2 separate regions of the Sus scrofa genome follow, and region 1 is linked to region 2. Evidence: chromatin contacts called from public HiChIP or PLAC-seq data. All regions are on one chromosome and are shown on one strand. Each heading gives the region's core, a stretch centred on a gene start, on an enhancer-like site or on the middle of the called end of the contact. The rest is flanking DNA. Distances are from core to core; before and after follow the strand shown.

Evidence for each region. HiChIP or PLAC-seq counts read pairs in DNA pulled down with a chosen protein or histone mark.
Region 1: a contact with region 2 is called in an H3K27ac HiChIP or PLAC-seq map of alveolar macrophages. The contact joins the promoter of PAXIP1 here to the promoter of INSIG1 in region 2. A contact is called at or near these places in 1 of 47 Hi-C or Micro-C datasets (embryonic fibroblasts) and 2 of 2 datasets of contacts at active chromatin or transcription factors (alveolar macrophages and skeletal muscle).

The regions. Positions count from the first base shown.
Region 1 is chr18:3,064,642-3,071,241 of Sscrofa11.1, forward strand. It overlaps PAXIP1 (PAX-interacting protein 1), which reads left to right and starts at 2,212. Exons shown (of 21, transcript XM_021078627.1): 1 at 2,212-2,411; 2 at 4,761-4,895. The coding sequence starts at 2,331.
Region 2 is chr18:2,894,886-2,901,216 of Sscrofa11.1, forward strand. It overlaps INSIG1 (insulin induced gene 1), which reads right to left and starts at 3,873. Exons shown (of 6, transcript NM_001244521.1): 1 at 3,798-3,873; 2 at 2,748-3,178; 3 at 1-62. The coding sequence starts at 3,156.

The sequences.
Region 1 (6,600 bases), core at 962-3,461, 170 kb after region 2:
GTGTGAGGCTGTACATGTTACCGTACTGACCTCGCGCAGTTTACACTCCTGTTTTACAGTCTCTTTGGGTTGAGATTTTAGATTTCTTAGTTCCATAATCTGCCTTCTTGGTAAACTTGCCCTGATGAACGTTACACGTTTTTTAACTTATAAAATAAAATACCCAGTTGAGGTATGCTGTAAGTTTTCTAAGATAAAAGTACATGCTTAGTTCTTTTTTTAACCAAGGAAGGAAAAAGCTAAATAAGTTCTCCCACCACAGGTCAATACAAGGGCATGCTTCTTCTGGTTTGGTATTTAGAACACACGGAAGTTCCTACGGCTAGGGGTCAGAGCTACAGCCGCTAGCCTCTGCCACAGCCACGTGGGATCTGAGCCGCCCATGTGCGACCTACACCACAGCTCGCGCAACGCCAGATCCCCACACACTCAGCAAGGCCAGGGATGACTGCATCCTCATGGATACTAGTCAGGTTCGTTTCCACTGCGCCATAACCAGAACTCCCCCGTTTTTTTTCTTTTCTTAACATGGAAGGTAAAATGTTACAGTGGTCAATACTAAATATATGCTTGGGGTATTCAAAGGAAGGACAGCACATTCTTACTCATTCAGGCAAGTTCTCATATTTTGTTTGTTAAAAAGGATGTTGGCTTTTAGAATAACACCGTTTCAGACTGTTCAAAACGCAAATGAAAAAGACGAAACCAGAAAACAATACAATGATAAAACCTAAGAATATTTAAAAGGCTTATCGTATCCTTACTTGCTACTCATACAAAATCATTTATTACACACAAGTGTACAATCAAAACCCTATTCACCGTTTTTAAAAAGTCAGTGTACATTGTACCGATCAATGAGCCGACCACGTCAACTTTCACGTTCAGAACGTCTCCCTTATCGCAGACTTAAAGTGATACAACAAAGGCCTCTGAGATGAGTTAGGGTTGTATTAAGGTGCCACAGTACCTTGGAAAGGTTTCTCTCCTAACCAATTACACTACCGTTTATTTAAAAGGGCTTGGAGTTCCCGTCGTGGCGCAGTGGTTAACGAATCCGACTAGGAACCATGAGGTTGCGGGTTCGGTCCCTGCCCTTGCTCAGTGAGTTAACGATCCGGCGTTGCCGTGACCTGTGGTGTAGGTTGCAGACGCGGCTCGGATCCTGCGTTGCTGGTGGCTACAGCTCCAATTCGACCCCTAGCCTGGGAACCTCCATATGCCGTGGAAGCGGCCCAAGAAATAGCAAAAAGACAAAAAATAAAATAAAAAATAAATAAATAAAAGGGCTTTACCGCTTGGAAGGTAGCGGCAGCAGTGGGTAATGGTTTGAACCACTTGGGGGAGGAAACTGTGGGGCTGATTCACGTGCATTTTCACGCTCAGGCGCCTCAGGGCCTCTGGGCCTCGGTGGATCCGGGGAGCCTGGCGTCCCGCAGCCGCAGCGCCGCCCCATCCCGTGCCCGCGCAGGTGCGCCCGGAGCGCTGCTGGGAGAGCAGGTGCGCCCGGAGCGCCGGTCTCCAGGCGCCACCGGATGACGTCAGAGCGCGCGAAGACGTCATGACCGTCTGTCGTCAGCAGAGCCGGAGGGAGGGGCGCGGGGCTCGTTTTTTTGACGGTCCGGGTCCCGGGAGGAGCAGGTTCGGGCGACGGCGAGAAGCCACTGGCCGCGAGCGCGCGCCCGGGGAGCTGGTTACGCGGCCTAGCGCCCTCATCCTCCAGCCAAGACTCAGGACCCTTTCCTGGGCCTTAGGCGTTACCTCGGGTCCTGCCAGGCAGCAGCCGGCGACGCTCCGTCTCTGTGCGCCCCAGACCCCGAAGCCGGACCCGTTCCCTCCGTGGTTGCCGTCGCCGGCCCGCCCCTCCGCGGTGCGCATGCGCCGCCCTTGCGGCCGCGCGTGTCGACGGGAGGGCCGCCCGTACCCTTCTTTCCCGGGACCGGCCCACTCCAGCCTTGACGGGGGGGCGCGTTTCCCCGCGAGCACGGGGCTTCCTGCTGTGGGGACGGCGGCGGCCACGGCCCCCTGGCTCTGGAGTGGGCCGTTCGGTACCCGTGTCCCCGGTGCCGCGGGCCGCAAGACGGACACCGGGTGGGGCGGGCCGAGCGCCTAACTTGGGCGCTCCCCCTCGGCGTCGGGCGGGATGGTGCGGCCCGCAGGGCGCGCGCGGCTCCCGCGCTCGGGCGGCCCGGCGCGGGCGGGGGCGCAGAGGGCGGGGGAGCGGGCCCGACTTGCAGGACCGGGCCGGGGCCGCGCCGTTGGGGAGCGGGCCCCGCGGGGCTGGCCGGGCGGGGCAGGAGCCGCCGCGGAGCCTTCGGGCCGCCGCGACCATGTCGGACCAGGCGCCCAAAGTTCCCGAGGAGATGTTCCGGGAGGTCAAGTACTACGCGGTGGGCGACATCGACCCGCAGGTACCACACCGCCCCCGCACCGTCCTCCGCGTCCCCGGCTCTGCTCCCGCCCCGGGCGCGCGCCTGCACGTTGAACGTCCGGGACCTCTTGCCCCAAGCCCGCCGGCCTGGCTGCGCGGAGGCCGGGCCGCCTGGCGCCCAGCAGGCCGGCGGTGGGGGCCGGAGGGAAGGGGGTCTGCGGGACCCGCGGGCGGGGAAAGGAGAGGTCCTGGGAGTGGAAACTTGAAGAGGAGGGTGTGCCCAGATGGGGGGGGGAAGGGCACGTGGGTGGGGGTCTGCGCTAAGAGTCGGTTGTCACGGTCCCCGCGTGGTGGGGGACCGGGGTGCTGTCGCGGAGCTGCCTTGTCCGCTTCCCACTCTGCCCCTTTGTGGGGAGGAATCCAGACAGGGACACCCTACCTGCTGCCAGCTCCAGCTGCCTGGGCCCCGCCAACAGTGGGTCCCGCGGGGACGGGTTGGCTACGGGAACTTTGGCAGGAGGTGCTGAGTAGGGGCCTGGGTTCCTGGCTGCGGAGGGGCAGTTAGTTGCCCCTGGTGTGGCAGCCACCTGAGGTCGTACGTCTGCAACTAGTGTGTGGCCTTGAAGTTTACTACCAGCGACTTCGTGTTTCTTGGTTTTCCTAAATATACAGTAAGTGTGGGTAATGCGCTGTTAATACGGTCACACGAAACATTTTCTTGTGTGACCTCACGCCAAAGGATATTGTCGCCTTTCCTAAGTTTTTTGTAAGTCATACATCTGTTGGAACGTCAGCATGTTAATTTTCCATGGTGGGAACCTACCTTTATTGAATATTCAGCTGAATCTCAGGCTACTCGCTTTCCTAAAGCTCATGTGTAGGAAAAGACGGCTGTACTGTCTTGATGTCTCCTCAGGAGTGGAGACAGATACTTAACAGACTTGGGTGGCATGGAAGGAATTGTGAAAGGCCGATTGGTTTGGGCCTTCTGGAGGTGTCTGTGGTGGTATTTTAGGAACCAGATGCCCTTGGATGACTCCCAGGGTGCACCCTTTCTTCTACGGTAAGCGTCAAGAGGCTTGGGATTTAATAGTGAACAGGTGCTGAGCTCAGAGTGACGGCTTCTTCCTTCTGACTACGGATTTCCCTTTCTTCACTCTCCACTCTTCTCCTCCCTGCTTCCTACCTCATTTTAGGACTTTGGCTGTTGAGAGGGACCTGAACCAAATGTTACTTAAAACCTGGACCAAGCTGAACAGGAGTCATGTTCACTCAACTGTTAATCAAGTCTAAGGGCTTTTAAAGTGTCCTTGGCAAACCACTTTGATCCAAAACAAAGTATTTTCTAAAAAAAAAAAAAAAACTTTACAGCCAGAGTATTTGATTCTCTGAATCCTCGAAACGTGGATGCAGAGCATTCACGTGTGTTGGTTTCACTCCCCACCCTGTGCTCGGTGCTTGAGGGCTCATTCGCTCTCTGGGCCTTGGCCCCGTCTCAGATGGGGCCCAGGTCTCATCCTCAGACGTGCTGGGTGTCTTTCTAGGTCTCACAGTGGCACCGAAGAGGGACGTGCCCTAAACAAACACACAGTCCTCATCCCCGCAGTGTTTCTCCGACACAGGCCCCTTGGAGGCACCTAGTCTTGCTGGTGCTCTCACATCGCTTCTTGCCCCTAATGACCTGCTTTTCCCTTAGTTACCTGCCTCTTTCGCCTGAATGTTCATAGCTGTTTCTTAACAGGCGTCCTGGCTCCAGACCTGCAGCCAACCCCATGTGTTCTTCTTACACTGTCAGGGATCTTCCTGTAAGATCTGATCAGGCCGCTTCCCTGCTTCACACCTTTCTGTGCCTCCAGAAGACAGCTCTGTATTTTGGGGTAAAACCCAGCGGGTTTTGCGTAGCGCCTGTGACACTGCCATCGAGGGTCTCATCATCGTCTTCACCTGCCCATTGTGTTGAATGCTCCTCATGCCACACCGCGTGCGTATTTTTGCCTGGTGATGCCTCTGAATTCACAAGGACACCACGCCTGTAGCTCCTCTGCAGAAACTTTTCCACTTACTGGAAACCATGCATCCCCAAGCCTTGAGGGTAGACCTGGATGGGTTGTGTCCTAGCCGGGTCTCTGCTGTGTTCACCTCGTCCGTCCTCGGGGACTGGCTGGTACGTGGTTCGCCGTCGCTTCCACATGGACCAGTCAGCGCATCAAGATTTGCTGCTTTTTATTGTCCCCACGTGTTTCATTGCATGTGACTCAGTGAAAGAGTCTTAATCCCACGTGGAAAACGTGGTGTGTGTTTATTAGAAACTTTGTTGTTCATGGTAATTTGTATAAGTTGAGAATGAAATGGGGTGTTTTCCATTTTAATTCATGTGGTTTTTTCCAAGGTCATTCAGCTTTTGAAAGCCGGGAAAGCCAAGGAAGTGTCCTACAATGCGCTAGCCTCGCACATCATCTCGGAAGACGGGGACAATCCCGAAGTGGGGGAAGCGCGGGAAGTCTTCGATCTCCCTGTCGTAAAGGTTGGTAGTGAATTTAACTCTACTGTTTATCACACAGCGTGACGTTTCAGCGCAGCTCTTGCCAGAGTTTGCTTAGGTGCCGCCTGGATGGGAGGCCACCGGGTGAAGGCAGCTCTTCTGACGTCTCAGGGCCCGTCTCAGCCTCAGGCCCTTTACGACCAGTCACACCACAGCCAGGTTCCTGCACCTCACAGCTGACTCCGTTTTGTCGCTGTCCGAACCTCTCGAAGCGGGGGAGACGTCTCGTGGGGCGTGGACGCGTTGGCCTGAAGCAGAGGACGTTGGTGGATTTTCCTAAGAACATGTGTCTATTCTGCAGGCAGGCCGAGGCCTGTCGCAGGAGCGCCAGGAGCCGGCCCCCCACCTGCAGGCGGAGGAGTTGAGGGGCCCCTGCCTTGTGTGGGCCATGTCCCTGCTTTCCAAAAAGGGCCACAGCGACTGCTCGTCCCGCTGAGCCCTGCTGGCTCCCTGCACCACTGTCCAACCTGACCTGTGGGGAGTTTGTGCCTGAAAGTGGGGCCGCAGCTATTGGGCGAGTCGTTGGGATTTTGCTGATCTGCCCTCTGTGCTGCTTTGCTGCGGCTGGTAGTTGAACTGAGGGCGCTTAAATGTGGGGCTTTTGAAGGTAATTGTGTTATTTTGGTCCTTGAGGGCTTTTCCTCGTCCTCCACCACATCACGTGTTTGTTTTAAGTGGTGCCTGGTTTCCCCCTTCTTCGTGCTATCATGTGTGTTGCCTTAAAAACAATTCAGTGAGAAAGTTATTGAAGCTTCGTAAGGAGAGGTAGGAGTCAGGGAAGAGCGCTGTGAAGTCGGGCTGGGCAGTGGAGACGCCAGCTTGCTGCTGGCAAGTCCTGACCCTCCCCGGGACCAGGGGCCCAAACGGACTCGTGCAGGCTTAGGAACCTGACTTTTTGAAGATAAACCTGAAAACGGATCTGCCTCACAGGAGACTCGTGTAAACCAAACCCTCCCGAGACTGCTGGGCCTTCCAAATGACTGCTGTTTGCCGCGACGAGCGCAGCGGGCACGTGGGGCACGTGGCTGTCCGCAGGTTCCTGCCTTTCCACCTGCCGTGGCTTGGGCCCGTCTGGTCTGTGGTTCGCGTCTTCTGTTTGGCAGCCGTGGGGCCTGGGATGCCTCCTTTCCCTTCCTGCCGACTCTTCCTCTCAGACAGAGGCCTGGAGCTGCTTATCAGCCGGGCTTCACGTGTGTTGTGTGCCTTTCCCAGCGAACCTGAGAAGCGCAGCCAGGCCCTTGCTCCAAACTGCTTACAGCAGCGCCCTGAAATCTGGCGAAGCTCTCAAGCCTCTCTTCATAGCGACTCTTATGCGATACCCCCTTTATCACCCCGAGATGAGATTCTTGTGTAAGATGACGTCACATAATGTATGTATATGTTTATACTTAGATATAAGTCGTCCAAACTGAAACACTAAAGAAAAAAACAGGGCAGCAAACAACAGCAAAGGCTGCCCTTGGGCGTGTCCCCAGCCCTGAGGCCGGAGCCCTCGAGCACCGCTGGGTGGAGCTACGGCTGTTCTGTCTGCAGGCGCCGGTGTGAGGGACCTGCGGGACAGCGGCCAGTCCCTGCCAGGTCGCCAGCCCCTTCATTTTACACAGCAGGGGCATTTTACACTGCGACGCGGCTGCTGCATAGGAATCGCCGACACTCAGCTCTTCTTGCGGCCCGTTTGGCCTGTCTC
Region 2 (6,331 bases), core at 2,623-5,122:
CTTAAACTTGTGCGGTTCTCCAAGGTGGCTGTCGATGCAGGGGTAGAGCAAGCCCACGACAGCTGTGAAAGAAGGGCAGACAGCAGGGTTAGAGAAACGGCCTCGACGTGGGGTGATGGCTCTGCGGCAATTATTAACACGCTGGTCAGACATTCCTGACTTCAGGGCTACAATATGATATTTCAATTAAAACTAATTTTACATTTTTATCCTTCTTGAGTATAAACAATAAAAATTTAAAACAAAGTTGCAGTTTGGTTTGCCCTATAGCAGGAATGGAGCAGGGGCTACTTAGCACGTGCAGGACCCTGTAGCGCCTGTGCAGTCGGCCTTCGGCCTGCATCGGTGTTGCTCCATCTCAGTGCAGAGGGGCTTCCATGAGGGCCCGGAGGCCACAGCACGGCCTGCCATCGATCACGACCCACACTGATGAGGGCACCTCTCTGTGGATCTGCCTTCACCGCCATCCCCGGAGGCAGCACTGCCCTGTTAGGGGTTCCTGCATTTTCCGCAGGAGCCCCCGAGCACGGGCTGTGGTGGGTCGGGGTCCCGGGGCAGCCACACCCGACGGTCCCAGAGCCCAGGCCCTGAGCGGGGCATCGCGTGGGAAAGGAGGGAACCGGACGCCTCCTGTTTGTTTCCTCAAGCGAAAGATGATGAGGATTATGGACCGAGAAGCCCGAGGAGGGAGCGCGTAGTGTGCTCAGAAGAGTGAGGCTGTCCTCAGCCGTGGGACTTCACAGAGAACTCAGACGGGGGAAGGCGTGGCGCTCCAGAGAGAAGTCGAAGGAAGGAAGAGCAGGAGAGAAGAGGGTGTGGTGCCAGGGCCCTCGTGAGGTCACCCCGCTGCTGAGGCTCATGAGCGTGCAGCACCTGCCGTCCCAGCAAAGACGGAACCATTTCAGGTTCCTGAACAGAGAGGCAGGCAGAAACACACTGTGGCCCAGCATTCAATGGGCAGAAACACACTGTGGCCCAGCATTCAATGAAAGAGTTTCAGTTTCAATTTCATATTACATTTTATCCAGTTCTGCTTTTGCATTTTGAAAAATGAACCCCAACCATTCTGTGACTCAAGTCAGTATAACTTAATCTTGCCCTTTAAGGTTAAAAGCTAAATAAGTGAAAATGTACTATGGAATTTCTCCCCTTATGCCCTTGACGGATGGTTTAAAAAAAAAAGTGAGTAAGGTATGAGAAGTTGTGTTTCAGATATGCCTGGAATTCCTTGAAGCTTCAATTGCAAATCAAGCCTAAACTAAAATGGTTCAGTGGTTTTAAAAATCAAGCTTTTGATTCAAAGAAACTATTGTGCCAAATGTGAATAGAAAGAGATGTTTCTCCAAAAGGATTAAGAGTAGAGCCATGAACTTAAAGGGGTTAGAAAAACAACAGTAGCCAGTGTTTCTGAGAACAAAGAGAAAAACCTTCCACTCTCTGCTTCATCACCATAGTGTCCCCGTCATGAGGCATCCTGCCTAGGACACAAGCTCCACTCCAAGCCCACTGCTTCCTTGCAGTTTGAAGTGAGCCTGCTGAGAAGACGCCCCTCTCCAGGGTGCAGGGGACACACCCAGACTCCAGGGGGCAGTATAGGCAGGGTTGCGAACGGGGACCTGTCACTCCGCTGTGCCCCTGCAGACACAGGAGCTTCACCTCTCTGATTCAGTTCTCGCCTCTGTGCAGTGGCGCTGAAGCAGAGCACTGCTGAAAGGACCAAAGGAAGCACAGCCTACGGAACAGGAGGCAGGGCGCTCGTTCCCTGGTGGCCCGTGGGGCCGACGTGGCGCTTTCACCGCTGCAGCCGGGGTTCAGTCCCTGGTCTGGGAACTGAGACCCCACATCAAGTGGCTACGCACCGCGGCCAAAAAAAGAAGAAAAAAGGAGAAAGATCAGAGCCCGCGAGGTCGGCAGTTCACAGAGGGGAGCTACAACGCGAGGCTGTCCGACGGGAGTGTCTGCTCCGTGCTTTACAGCCAGGCGGGCGGAGGCCACAGAGAGCACCCGGCAGGTGTCCATTCATCCATTAATTCGTCCACAGCAAATGCTGTGTGACCGGAAGAACTGAGTGACCTTCTGAGCCATTTTTATAAAACCAAATAACTGAGCAACCAAATAACTGAGCAACTCTACTCCAAACAGCCAGTCCACCTGTCCACAGCAGACTGCTGCCCCGGGGTCACGACTGGGTCTGGCCAGGGTGGCTCCTGTCCAAACTCTAAACAGAGACTTCCTTTTCCTTCATCCCAGAGCCCAGCGGTGGGGGCAAGGCCAGGCTCTGGCCACGTTCACTGGGCTGTTCCAAAAAAGGAAGAGCAGGAGGCCGCTGGGCTGGGGCAGCAGCTCTGCCCACTGGGCCCACGTGACGGTTTGTTTTCAGTTACCGGGCCGGTAGCGTGTTCCCCGGGGCAGCCAATGGCACTCCAGCCCCGCCGCTCACCAGTCCTGCCCGCGGCCAATCCGGGCAGCTGGTTAGGATGACAGCTGCGGGGCTCCCCCAGCACTGGCCTCAGGGCCGGGTCAGGAAGAGGGAAGGACCTGGCCAGCCTGGCACGAGCGGGCGAGAAGCAGCCAGTGGCCTCCCCGCCATCTCCACCACCGGGCCTCCTCCAGCCTCCAAGCCCCCTCCCCAAACACAGTCGCTGGGATGCACAGTCTCCTCTGTGGATGGTTCCATTTTCACACAAATGGTTCCCACAGGCTGAAAACCGCTTTTCACCAGACAGACGTCGTTTGTTTCTACTCACCAGCGGCCGTCCCACAGCAGGGAGGGACCCACCAGGCTGAGGAGAAGATGGTGGCAATAACCTCCTCGGGGAACAGGGTGACATTCCTCTGGACCTGCAGCAGGTTCAGCACCAGGGCCAGCACGACCCCCACCGAGAACAGCACCAGGCTCCTCTGCAGCAGGTGGTGATGCCAGCTGTTGGTGTGGCCGCTGCCACCATGGCTCCCCATGCCAGTGCTCTGAGGCGCATGAGAGGGGTCAGGGCCCTGGGCACCGTGGGCCACCAGCAGAGAGGGGCCTGACACAGAGGAGCTGATCATCTCCCCCACTTTGGCCTCCTGCCCTCTGGCACTGGCCCTGGGGTGGCCTCTGTGGTTCGTGCCCTTAACACAGGGACAGCTCCAGAGGTGGTCGTCCAGTCTGGGCATCAGCCACACCTGACAGGCTTTCCTAGAAGGAAAACGGGGGTGGGGAGAGGGAATCCCGATCAAGTTCACTTCCAAGGGACAGGGCAGGTTCAGAGAGGCCCAGAGACATGGCTCTGGGCACGTTCACTGGCCAGGAAAACCCCCGAGTCTCAGGGAGTCAGCCGCACAGGGTAGCCCACGGGCAAGTACTGCGGGGGAGGGGCTGCAAGGACCCTGTCCACACCCGGGCCCTGGGTGATGCACAGGCTGCAGCCACAGCCAGGTGTTAGCTACACCTGGGTGATCCCGCTGCAGTACCTCCTTGTATGAGCCCTGAAGTTCTGGGCCGTACAGTCCAAAAGTTTTTCAGAATCCGCCCGTCTGCAGGAGGCAGAGGCCAGCCAGCGGCAGGCCGCCCCAGGACAAGTTGCTGGGGTCGTCCCGGACGGAGAACAGCCCTGGCAGAGCCCACCTGATGTCGGGGATGCAGTCCCCCACCCCGCGGCTGGGGCTGGAGTCAGGGTGCGCACCCAGGCCCGAGGGTGGGTGCTGAGGACCCCAATGGAAGGCCGTCTAGAGGGGCGGCTGCCGGGACCTCGACATCCCCGTCCCCAGGGCTCCCCACCGCTCCCGGCCCAGTTTCCCTTGCCGCACCCTCGTACCTGGCCAAGGGCGCCCGCCCGCGGGCTCGCCGGGGGAGGAGGTCGCCGAGGAGAGTCGCGGCCCAGAACGCCTGGAGTTGAGCCCGCGGCCGTCCACGCGCGGCGCAGCTTATAAGGCGGGCGGTGATACCGCTGCTCACGTGACCCCGGCCGGGCCCGCCACCCCGCCCGCGCTCTCGGGGCGTGGCCCATGCGCGCCCCGCCCCGGCCGCGCGCACGGCCGCTCACGGTCTGGTGAGGCGGCCGCGGCCAATCGTGGGCGGGCGGCCCATATGACGTCATCACACGCCACCGCCGCCCCGAGCTCGGCGCACTGGCTCGGGAGCGCGGACGGCCGGCGGCGGACTGGCTGTTCCCGGCCCGGGACGGGGGCTGGAACTGGGCGCGGCCGGACGGGGCGGGGGCGGGGGCCGCACCGACGGCAGGCAGGGGTCGGCCGAGAGCATCCGGGGCCCCGGGTGGGAGGCGCCCCGCGCAGGTTCCCGGCGGACCGCGGAGAGAGGGCGATTTCCAGGGATTGGCAGCCGCGGGCCTGGAGTCCGGCGGCTGAACAGCTAGGTCGCCGGACCCTCACCCAGGCGTGGCGGTTGGCAAGCCTCTCCCCTGCGGCCGCTCCACTTGGTCACTCTGCAGCCGCCTGTGCCCTGAAGATGCTCTGACCTCTGGTCCTTGTCAGCTCTCTCAGTGGTGGCCGCACCTGCTCATGCAAAGCGGGTTCGTGTGCGCAGCGACCAGCAGGTGCTGGCAGGGAGCGAGGGCTCGGAGACGAGAGCTGTGTATGCTGCGTGCAAGGATCTAGGTGTTGTTAAGGGTGCTTTTATGTTTTTCTGCCACCAGCGTGGTTCAGAAAACTTTTCTGACATAAAATACTTACGAAAATGTAAATGATGAAATCGTCATTCATAAAATCGTTTCTTCTCGTTTCGAATTGTCTTTCAGTGGGAAACAAACCATCAGAACCACTTAGAAAAAATAGAACGCTGTTTTATCTTGTTGATGTAATGTATTTATATCCTGTTTGCCCCATGGTCACACCATCTAAATAGCAGGGCAGGCCCTGTGCCACCTGGAAACCCACATTTTGTTGAGCAAGATACTTAAGATGTCCTGGAAAGACAGTAGAGCAAGTGTGCGGCCTTTTCTCTCTGCAGGTGAGAGGAAGTCTGTGCTCTAATAGGGTCAAGAGAGCTCACAGGCTTAGGCGGTGTCAAGTACTGCATTGTGTGGCATCGTACCTCAGGGTTTGTGGTTTTTATGGCAGAAGGTTGGAAAAAACCTTCCTGAGGTATCAACATTTCTCAGACTTCATTTTTAGGGGCTGATGGGGTGGGAATTCACATGAATTTGTGATGGCCATCAGGAGACTACAAAGAAAAGCCATGCCTGCAGTGGATGGCTCACTCTCCTGGCCCCCAAGGGTGATCCGTTAGGTGACTGGTCAGGCAGCGCTGTGCGAAGACATTTGCCGTGGAGTTCCCTTGTGGCGCAGTGGGTTAAGGATCCGGCGTTGTCACTCCTGTGGCTCAGGTTGCTGCTGTGGCACGGATTTGATCCCTGGCCCGGGATCGTCCACAATGGCAGGGAGTGGCCGAAAAAAAATTTTTAAATTAAAAAAAAAAAAGGCATTTGCCTTTTTAGTGTGTTACTGTTGCCCCAGGATCAGTACTGGTTTCCCTGTCACCTCTGCCTTACCAGCCAAACACACCCTGGTTGTGTAGATGTCCTACCGCTGTCCATGACGCCAGCAGGAATTTAACCCCATCTTTTATGATTCAAGCATGAATTAAAAGTGTCGGGAGTTCCCGTCGTGGCGCAGTGGTTAACGAATCCGACTAGGAACCATGAGGTTGCGGGTTCGGTCCCTGCCCTTGCTCAGTGGGTGAAGGATCCGGCGTTGCCGTGAGCTGTGGTGTAGGTTGCAGACGCGGCTCGGATCCCGCATTGCTGTGGCTCTGGCGTAGGCCAGTGGCTGCAGCTCCGATTCGACCCCTGGCCTGGGAACCTCCATATGCTGCGGGAGCGGCCCAAGAAATAGCAACAACAACAAAAGACTAAAAGACAAAAATAAATAAATAAATAAATAAAAGTGTCGTCTCTGTGGATTATAAGCAGAAATGACTCTCACAAACGATCATGTTCCATCAAGACGGCCTTGGCTAATAATGGGACTTGTTTTCTTTTCTCGAGCGTGACCAGACAAAGCAAGAGTGGCTGGAGAGGGGCCCCCATCCTCTGCTCTGCCTCCGGGTGAGCAGCGCCAGGCTTTCCTCTGTCCCAGTCAGCACCATACGCTTTGTTCAAAGCAATTTTGACGTCAAGGAATCCAGGTCTTGGCCATCATCGCCAATGCATCGTACACAAGTGCGTGAAGATAGGGGTGTGTGTGAACATGCACAGACTGTCACAGTAACATTGGAACTGGGTGGCCGCCAGAACAGAAAAAGCTGCCCAGCTATGGTTAGATAAACGATGATACCTCCATAGAGTGGGGGGCTGTATGGCCAGAGCCATTCCTTCCTCAACCATCAGCCTGT